Regions from separate parts of the Hordeum vulgare genome. Here region 1 is linked to region 2. Evidence: chromatin contacts called from public Hi-C data. All regions are on one chromosome and are shown on one strand. Each heading gives the region's core, a stretch centred on a gene start, on an enhancer-like site or on the middle of the called end of the contact. The rest is flanking DNA. Distances are from core to core; before and after follow the strand shown. Region 1 holds the start of LOC123452759. Region 2 holds the start of LOC123451901.

What was found. Hi-C and Micro-C count contacts between places; a contact is called where the count stands out from the background.
Region 1: a Hi-C map of seedling shows a contact between it and region 2, with 6 times the contacts expected there. The contact joins the promoter of LOC123452759 here to the promoter of LOC123451901 in region 2. A contact is called at or near these places in 4 of 6 Hi-C or Micro-C datasets (leaf and seedling) and 1 of 1 datasets of contacts at active chromatin or transcription factors (embryo).

The regions. Positions count from the first base shown.
Region 1 is chr5H:57,931,611-57,936,148 of MorexV3_pseudomolecules_assembly, reverse strand. LOC123452759 reads right to left here and starts at 1,739. Exons shown (of 12, transcript XM_045129468.1): 1 at 1,380-1,739; 2 at 1,104-1,259; 3 at 854-1,006; 4 at 615-769; 5 at 1-159. The coding sequence starts at 1,620.
Region 2 is chr5H:57,204,101-57,209,096 of MorexV3_pseudomolecules_assembly, reverse strand. It overlaps LOC123451901, which reads left to right and starts at 1,620. Exons shown (of 10, transcript XM_045128455.1): 1 at 1,620-1,705; 2 at 1,999-2,171; 3 at 2,243-4,595; 4 at 4,679-4,762; 5 at 4,912-4,996. The coding sequence starts at 2,289.

The DNA.
Region 1 (4,538 bases), core at 490-2,989, 730 kb before region 2:
AAGGCGGAAAACATCTTGACCAGAATGAACACGGCCATTAAAAGTGGGTAGATGAACTGGTTTATCCACTTGAACCTCATAAATAGCAAATTCATAATGCTCCTGAAGATAGATGAGCTGGCCTGGTGTAGTTGTGTTGTCCAGCAAATGAACAATGACCTAGAATAGACAGTGGCAAAGGTTATGACACAACATTTTCAAAAGAACTTATATTGAGGAAAACATTTTAGAGAGATCAACAATCATGAAAGTCAAGCACTAGAATAAGATATTTTGTTTCTAATATTCTGTTCTAACAAAGTTGAAGATGATTACACATTTAATTTGTAACTAGACACCGGTGTAGCAACTGAGTCATTACAAATAATTTAATTTGACAGGCCATAAACAAGCAGATAAAAAAAAAAGCATAGCTGGTCAAGCAGGTAGATAAATAGACTGTTGAATATATGTTTTTACTTGCATAGCAGTGCAGGGCTCCCCACCCCGATTTCATTTGAAAAGCTGGTAATTAAAGCATGCATTATCTAAGTTCAGATACCACCATCGGGTGGCAGAAACGCCCTTGCTGAAATTAGGATGACAAGGAGACTAGTGAATGTTAAGAAGGTCACCTTAGCATTATGATGATATTCGCCTGTCCACTGCCCCTTCCACTGGTTGGGATCCTTTTTACGAGTGAGATGAGCAGACGTCAAAACAAGGGCGGTTTTTCTCTGGTCATCCCTTTGAAACCACAAGCCACAGCATTTATTCAGCGGTTGATTCTCTACAAAGCAACAAAAATTGCAAACAGTTGGCTAGGTAGCAAATGCTACTTAATTAAGAAGCAAACATGATGTTAAATACACACCGAGAAAGGATGAGAGCAAAATGACAGATTTAGCAGCAAGAAGTACTGCATCTCTTGCGAGTTCCCGTATGGGAAGGAGACGAGGGTCTATGCGCAAGCAGGAAGATGGTTTGTGCCAGTAGTGGTCCATAGTGAACAGGTGAGCTAGACGAACTACGCAAAGAAAATTAGGATCAGGTTGGAAATTAATAATGAATGGGGAAACTGACGCTGAGAAAAAGAACGGGGAAAAGGGGGGTAATTAATTTACCTTCTTCTTCTTCGTATTTAGCCTCGGCATGCTTGAAGGCGGCGAGTATGGCCGGGTCTGCAGCTAGTTCGTCTGGGATGTAGGGTTCGTAGGGCGGAGGCTTGGGTGGATCGGAGGATTCCTCCATGGCGGACTCGACCACATCGCGCACACGACCTAGAGAAAAAAATTCGTACAGCACAAGCAAACACCAATCTGTCGTGATGAGGGAAAATTTTTGGAACATCGGGGGGGGGGGGGGGGGGGGGGGGGGGGGGGGGGGGCGGGCAAAATCACCTTGTTTTGCTCCGGATTGGGCTTCGTCGGGCTCGAAGATCGCGAACAGTATCTCTGGGTGGGAATGGGAACTCCGAACAGCTAGCTGCCCGGGAGATCTAGGGCTCGTGGAGTGAACCTCTGCCAGGCTTCGCTTCTTCGCCCTTGCTCCCCGCTCCGTTTCCAGCTCGTCGCCGCGGATCCTCCTGGCCCTCGACGTCTTTCCCACCTCGTCGCCGCGGATCCTGACGGCCCTCGACATCTTTCCCACCTCGCGCGCCGCCGCCTCTGCACCGGAGGGGGATGAACACGGTTCCGGGATCGATGGACTCGCGCGAGCGTACACGTGTCCGAGTGTGTGGTTTCCCTTTCTTTTCTCTTTTTTTTTTCTTCCCAAATGCTTAAAAACGCACCTGCACGATTTGACTGCTGCCAGCGGAAGCGACGGACCGTCCGAGGTGGCGATAGAGAAGAGCCGGGGGGCGCGGTGTAGTGGTGGCCCCACATTAATTTCAGGAGAAACCGCTCCATCCCCGCATGTCTTTTTTTTTTAATACAGTACAGACGCAAACGTTCACATACATGCATACACTCACTCCTATGAACGCACATACGCACATCCTACCCTTCTTAACACCTTTGAGAGACTGGATCGGCATATCATCTTGAGATTTTACGAAGTCATCGTAGGCGTCTCGTCGTCGACGGAAACGTCTCCTCCCACTGAAAGCTTGTCGCCGGAAATCCTGAAATAAATTCAGAAATAATGCAAGCACGAAGACATGAACCCGTTCCCGCATGTCTTGTTCGAACGACGGTTCTCCACCCATTTTTTGAACTACTCGCTCGTTCTCTTCTTCCATGTCTCTACACGCGGTCTGCGCGGTGCTGCGACCGTGGATTCATCGATGCGGGAGGCCGTCCGCGTGCACGGCGTATCATCAGCTAGAGGTTGAGGTAATCCCAGTATCTCCTCGCATGGTCCCGCCTTCAGATTTTGTTGCCATGGCGAGGCTAGGGTTTACACGAAGTGGGGCGAATATGATGTCATCGTCGCGTGCAAGTACTAGCAGTCACGATGGATGTCCATGACGTCCACGAGGGACGACATGTGGTGGGGGTAGTTAGGGTTGGGGGAGTTGCCTTAATTGAAGGGGTGGAGGGGGAGGGGTGAGGTTGTGGTGGTGCATGTGAACAAATCTGCGGCGTGATTTTTTTTCTCGGTGTTTTGGGTTTTGTGGATTTGCTTCGATCTTCCGCGATAGATGCATAGCATTAGGACGGTAGTTGCCTCAATGTTCCCCTCCAATTGCGAGATGGGAGGGTCATGAGAGTTTTGGGGATTTGCTATGTATATTTGAGGGCAGTTGTATAGTGATGAGACGGTAAGTTGTCTCAATGATTTCATCTAGTTGCAAGATGTGAGGGGTCATGGAGTTTTTTGGATTTGCTTGGATATTCGGGGCAGTTGCATGAAAAATATGACAATGGTTGCTTGTTTTAACATCCAAGGGCACTCTTTTTATGGAAGATGATTTGTGGTTGGTCGATTTTGCGTCGATGGCATCACATCACTGTCCATGTGCAACACTTTTTTAGATTGTGATTTCTCATGGCACGGGTCTAGCTCCTTCTCGATTCTCTTAGACTCGGACTCTAAGTCAACACATAATTCTGGACACGAAAAATCAAAAGGAATCGGAGGCGAGCAAGATATCGAAGCAGTGCAAGAATCACTCGGGTCGACTCGCCTACCTTCCAACTTGCCACTCGTCTCATCGCCGAACTCCTCGATATATCGCTCCAACTCGAGCTTCTTGGAAGAGACTTGCTTAAACGTGGATTCCCACTCAGCATAGTGCTTCTTCAGCTCGACAAACTCCTCCGCGGACTTCTTCGCAGCAACCTCCAGAGTTTTCTTCTTCTTCCCCAGCTTCTTGAATGACTTCAGCTTGTCCTTGGCCACCTTGGTCTTCGAACTAGCCTCCTTCCAAGCGGACGCCAGCTCCATGTCCTTCTTCTCGAGGGCCTCCTTCGTGGTGTATAAAGAAATATAAGCCATGAGCCTCTTAACAAGTTGAAGATTTTCGCTATGAACATATGATGAAGTGATTACAGTCGGATAGGGAGAAAAAAACAAGAACTAAGGCAGCTGGACGGAATGCGCTTACCTCCGAGTGAGCGTTTCTCCTGCTCCACGCACATGTTCTTAGCCTTCTCAACCTTCGGACTGATATGCAGGCCATGCATGTCTTTTTCCATGGCATTGTAGTGAGTCTCGAGCTTGCAAACACTCTACCAACAGGAAACAGAGACGTGGGAACGATATTAGTCAAACTTCAAAGAAAGAAAACTCTAAGTGTCCCGCCGACTGAAATAGTCGACGACAGTCTCGGGAACTACACCTAGTGGGTGTGCTCAACGCGCCCCCACTGGAAGGATAGGTGGTCGGATGCTTCCACAAGTTAAGCAACACGTTCTATACCCCGACGATCAACGTCAAGAAGCTCTGGTCTATGGACCATCACCGCATCCTCTTCGATAAGTACCACTCTGGTTACTTTCACAAGCTAAGCAACGGGTTCTACACCCCCAATGGTCTACATCAAGTCAGTAAAGAAACTAAGGCTCCCCTCGACCGCTTTAACCGACGACAGTCTCAATGACTAAAATTAGTGGGTGCACTCAGCGTGCCCCCACTAGAACAGAAGAACACCCAGTGGGTGTGCCCCGTGTAACCCACTCGGGAAACAAAACAAAAAATCATGTGCAGACAAAAACTCCCGACTGAGACTGGCACTTACGAGAGTACTTACTCGCACATTCTTCTTCACAGCCTCGTTGGTGTCATACATCCCCTTCAGACGGCCATTCATTAGCTCCAGCTGGATCAAGGCCTCCTTGCTCGCGCACACCTGGTCCTACAGGACATGGTGCAGCATGAAGATGTTGGCCACTTGAGGAGTCGATGAAGGAGCAGACGAGCTGGCTCCGAGTGCGGCTCCGGCTTTTGGAGTTGTACCCTGAATTGGGTCGAGGCCTTGGCGGGAGAAGTGCTCATCACTCGAGTAAGAGAAACATCCTGCATCATGACAGCTGCGTCGACTGAAGGGTTCGTCGGGTCGACCTTGTCGTCCTTGTCAAGTTCAATCACCTCACGTGGCCCTACAAGCATGGAAG
Region 2 (4,996 bases), core at 371-2,870:
TGAAACTACCACCGATGGATCTCGTGAAACAATCAAGGAAAAAAACGTTATCTTGCCATCCCCTATCGGCCGACGTCCGTTAGATAACAACTCTAATGGGTTGTACTCCCTGTGTACCACAATACTTGTTGTTGCGAAGAACTAGTCTAGTTCTCTCCAACAACAAGTATTTAGGAACAGAAGGAGTACTACATAGTTATATTTTTTCTTCTAAACGTTTCTGTCAGTTTTCGCCAAGGATTGGTCATCTTCGACTAAGGACACATTTCTTTAAGGAAAAATGCTTACCATCGTTCGGCCAATTTTAGCGGACGCGCCCGTCACCTTCTTTGCGTGACACGCGTCAAAGTGAGGCCACACACACCATGCTTTGTCGAGCATGTTTGTGCAACACAGGCTATGCTTCTGAAACATATGCGATGTCGCGATGGTCCACGACATGTCTATATTTTCCAACAAAACATCTCTTGCAGATTATTTCTGCAACAACATGTGAGTTGAAAAAATGCAATGATATACCAGTTGCATTTTTACATATGTTCAAATTTTTTCGACAATACGACGTGTGTTGCAGAAACAATTCCGCAATAGAACGTGTGTTACAGGAATAATTCCGCAACAAAACCTATGTTACAATAATGAAGACGCGTCCGACCATTCGATGTTGTAGATCTAACGGCTTACGACGTGGCTGATCTTTCTAAAAGATCAGCCCCTTAATTATAGAAGAGAAGGAAAAGGGAAACGGGAGAGGCGTTTTGTCTCCCGAGCTCACCTGCACCCGCTCCGACGAAAAATATCAAAACAAATACTAAATAAATTCAAAAAATTCTATTTTTTTGTGTGGTAAATAATTTAATGCACGAGGTCCGTTTCAAATTTGAACTCATTTGGGCATCTTGAGGCGCTCTCGTCAAAAAAGTAAATCTGGGTCTGTAAAATGGTGTACTGTTTACGAACTTTTTCGATCCGATTTGTCTTTTTTGTCAAAAGCTGCTCAGGTGTCCAAATAAAATGAAATTTAAAGCAAACTTCACGGATCAAATTATCTACCATACAAAAAAGTTGGAACTTTTTTAGTATTTATTTTTAATATTTTTCTGACCCGAAGCAGATGAGCCTGGGAGCAGAATCGAATTATTGAAGGGAAACGCTTCCTTCACTCGTCTCTCCTTGCCTCCTTGGACACACGCTTGTTCTTGGCGGCAGTTCCTTCGAACGCACGTCCGTCCTTGTGTTGCACACAACGTGCAAAGTCAGCCAGGCAGCGATCCAACAGCCGACCAAGGGGGACACATCACATTACCTGGCCCCGCCGGCAAATCCATCCAACACGCCCCGCTTCGGGCGCAACCGGCAACGAGAGCGAACCCACTTTTCCGTCCCACCTTCCCCGTGTCCTATTTGGCGTTCCGTTTCGTTCGCTCGTTCGTTCGCTGCCGCGTTCCTCTCTCCCTCCCTCCCCACCCTTTCCTCCCTCCGCCACCACCAAATTCCCAGGCGGCGATTTGCTCCTCCCTGCCCCGCGCGGCGCCGACCCGCTAATGCGCTTGGGCCCGCCCCGTCGGCGAGATCGGCGCCGGCGTCTCCGTCCCATTTGCGGCGGCGACCTCACCGCCGGCGACGCGGGGCGGGCCCCCCTTGTCCGGCTGGCCGCCGGCGTGCTCGCTCGGCGGGGGGCGGTCCCGCGCTGATTGATCCCTCGGTAAGGAGCCCTAGCTTGATTTGATAATTCGTAGCAGTGGCTCGCTGCGTCCTGTCTTGTTCTGCTCTGTTATTGAGAGGATCTTTTCGGGATTTTTTTCGTGGCTGTGAGCGGTCGAATCCAACTGAGCTAATTTGATTATCAAGTTCTTCGTCCCGTAATATTGATCGCGTACGAACATTGCACACAGAGAGATTCTTCTCTCTCCGCACTTCAATTTGACCCGTCCTGTGTGTTTTGTCGCGGGATCATAGCGAGATGCTCACCGTGTTTTCTTGGTTTATTTATTGCAGCTACGCTTTGCTCGGGGGTCTACATTAGGGGAAACCGCTGCTCCTGTCTTAAATAGATGAATGAGTAGTTCGGCATTTCAAGATATAGCAATTAGCTCCGCTGTTCAAGGAGGAGGAGGAGGAGCTTCCAGCACAAGCACCATTGCTTTGTGTTGCTTCAGATGAACAGCCAAGTTGGGCCCAATAACCACAAGAACTTGAATGTGGTCTATCAGGATCTCACCACGGTTCTTGGTCTTGGCAGGTTTGACTCCGGGAACCTTGCTGCCGGTTTGCCTCTGAAATGTGATATGGATCCGGCAAATTTGGTGCGCACCAGGACCATACCCTCTGAGAATGTACTCAAACCAGCTCAACATTCAAGTGACAACCTACAAGATACGTCTTCTCCCTGCGAAAGCCCGCATGCTGGAAAAGTCAAGTTCATGTGTAGCTTTGGTGGGAAAATCCTGCCTAGGCCTAGTGATGGGGTGCTCAGATATGTGGGCGGGGAAACACGTCTCATATCGATACCCAGAAACTTCTCATGGAAGGAACTTGTGCATAAAACCCTCTCGATCTACAATCAGCCTCATACCATCAAGTATCAGCTCCCTGATGAGGACCTTGATGCTCTGATTTCTCTTTCATGTGAAGAGGATCTTCAGAATATGATGGAAGAATACTACAGTCTTGAAAAGGCCAATGGCTCACCGAGACTTCGGATATTTCTTGTCTCCCCGAATGATTGCGAGGAGTCATCGTTAAGTGCAAGAAGTTTAGAAAGTGAACCAGAATATCATTTTGTTGTTGCTGTGAACAATCTCTCACAACTGAAGCAGAGTACCAGTGACAACAATTTGGTGAGCCAGTTGAGCCAACAGTTGGATAATTCCCTACTCCCCTCCAGAGACTCAACTGTATCTCAAACAGATATAGAAAGTGGGAGTAAAGCTTTGGCTGGAACAGCCTTAAGCGAGTCTTCCTCTCAGTTTTTTCTTGCTCCATACTCACAACAAATGGTGGCTGAGTCAGCAGCAACTTCCTCCCCAGGCTTAAATCGACAGAGGACGTCTTTGAATCAGTCTAGGTTGCGGATGTCTTCAGACAGACTAACAATGAACCAAGAACATGAGAACAAATATGAAGTTAGCAATGGATCAAATTTGAAAACCATGCTTCCAGACCATCAAGATAAGACTCAAAGCGATGTAGACACAGGTATTGGAATTGGATCAACCATGCACAATCTTCAAATTCAAAGGCAGGCAAAAGATTTGGGTACACCTCGAAATGAGAGTTACGTGAGTTCACATACAAATTATGATAAGTCCACTCCAATGGAAATGCCCTTTTATTCTGAAAAGGTGTACATCCATCCAGAGACTGCTAGTTGGCTATCTGGCATGCATGAATACACTGGCCAAATTCATGGCATGCCGCATGCCTTCTCTGATCCTTTGCTGAATGATCGCACTGAACAACCTGCATCCAATCTGTCTTTAACTTTTGATTCCTACATACCCCCTTCATTTTCCCAGAAAATGTGTCAAGCTAATGAGCTGGAGAGAACAATAAGCGGGACTAGGCCAGATCTTCTACGTGCTAAACCACCTCAGATTGCTCGTATGGATGAACCAAATTACCTTGTTTCTAGTCATACCGACCAGCGGTACGGTCAAGGAGTTACTGGTGGAGCCAGTTTTGAGTCAGCCGTATATTACCAACAAGACAGTTTGCCTACTAATATGGTGCAAACAGGTCATGATGGTGGTCCTGTTGTCCAACAGAGGAAGATTTATCATCCGGAGAACAGTGCCGCCCCAAGTGTTGCTCCCCAGTGCACTTATGTTGACACAAGGCTCACTTTGCACCACACACGTGGTGCAAGGTTGTCCTCGGGTGAGTTAGATGCTCTAGAAAGCTCATGCTTGACGCCAATGCATGCTACTGATAATTCTCATTCACGCTTTCTTCATGGATTCCCTAATGGATCTCAAACAGCGAATTCAGATCGTGGATCTCATGTAGAGAAAATGAAATTAGGGTGTGTTACAGATTATGGAACAGCTGGCTGTGTGCATGGTAATGATAAAGTTGCTCCTGGACCCCATATACTGTTGCCTATTGACCCTTTTGAAGCTTTTGCGCCACAAAGATCGGTGGCAAATGGAGCATCCGCTGTGTATCAAAATGAAAATTTCGACCAGTTATTGGGGCATACCTCTGGTTTGGCTACCTCTTCATCTATTGGACTAAGTAATCCTGATCTGACCGTAAACATGTTTGGCAATGGCACCTTCAAGGATGGCCTTTTACAGAGAGATGTTCCTGTTTTTAATCAGCACAATATCATCTGCAGTGATGTAGGGGTAATTGGATCTGATCGTGCAACCATCAATAACGAGGACATGATTCTGAAGGGCAGAATGCATAATAATTTTCAAATGGAGGCACGTGTTATAGTTGAGGACGTGACTGATGATATGCCTTCATGCATTCCGTCATCCAGACCAATTCCTCAGGTTGAAATGGCAGCTGAAGAGCAGCACCATGCAATTATGTCATCAGAGAAGGATGATGATGCTAAGAGCGATGGGCCAGAGTTAGCTAATGAGGTATAACCTATCCAATATATTTAGCATGCTATTCGTTCCTAAATAATGGTTGAGCATATTGTATTTTTCATTCCAAATGTTAGGAGCATGGTGATAAAGCAGCTGCGGATGGGTCCATTAGTGATGCTGAGATTGCCGAACTTGAAGCCAGCATGTATGGCTTGCAGGTGCAGTTCTAGCACTCCACGTCTGTTTAGTAACTACAGTATTCTTTCAGCTCAGATGTTTATTTGTTTCATAAAAAGAACATCTCCATGGATTTTGTTTCATAAGCGAGTCATAACAGCATTTGATTGTTTTACTTCTGTATGGTCAGATCATAAGAAATGCTGACCTCGAGGAGCTACGTGAGCTGGGATCTGGCACGTTTGGAACCGTTTACCATGGAAAATGGCGAGGAA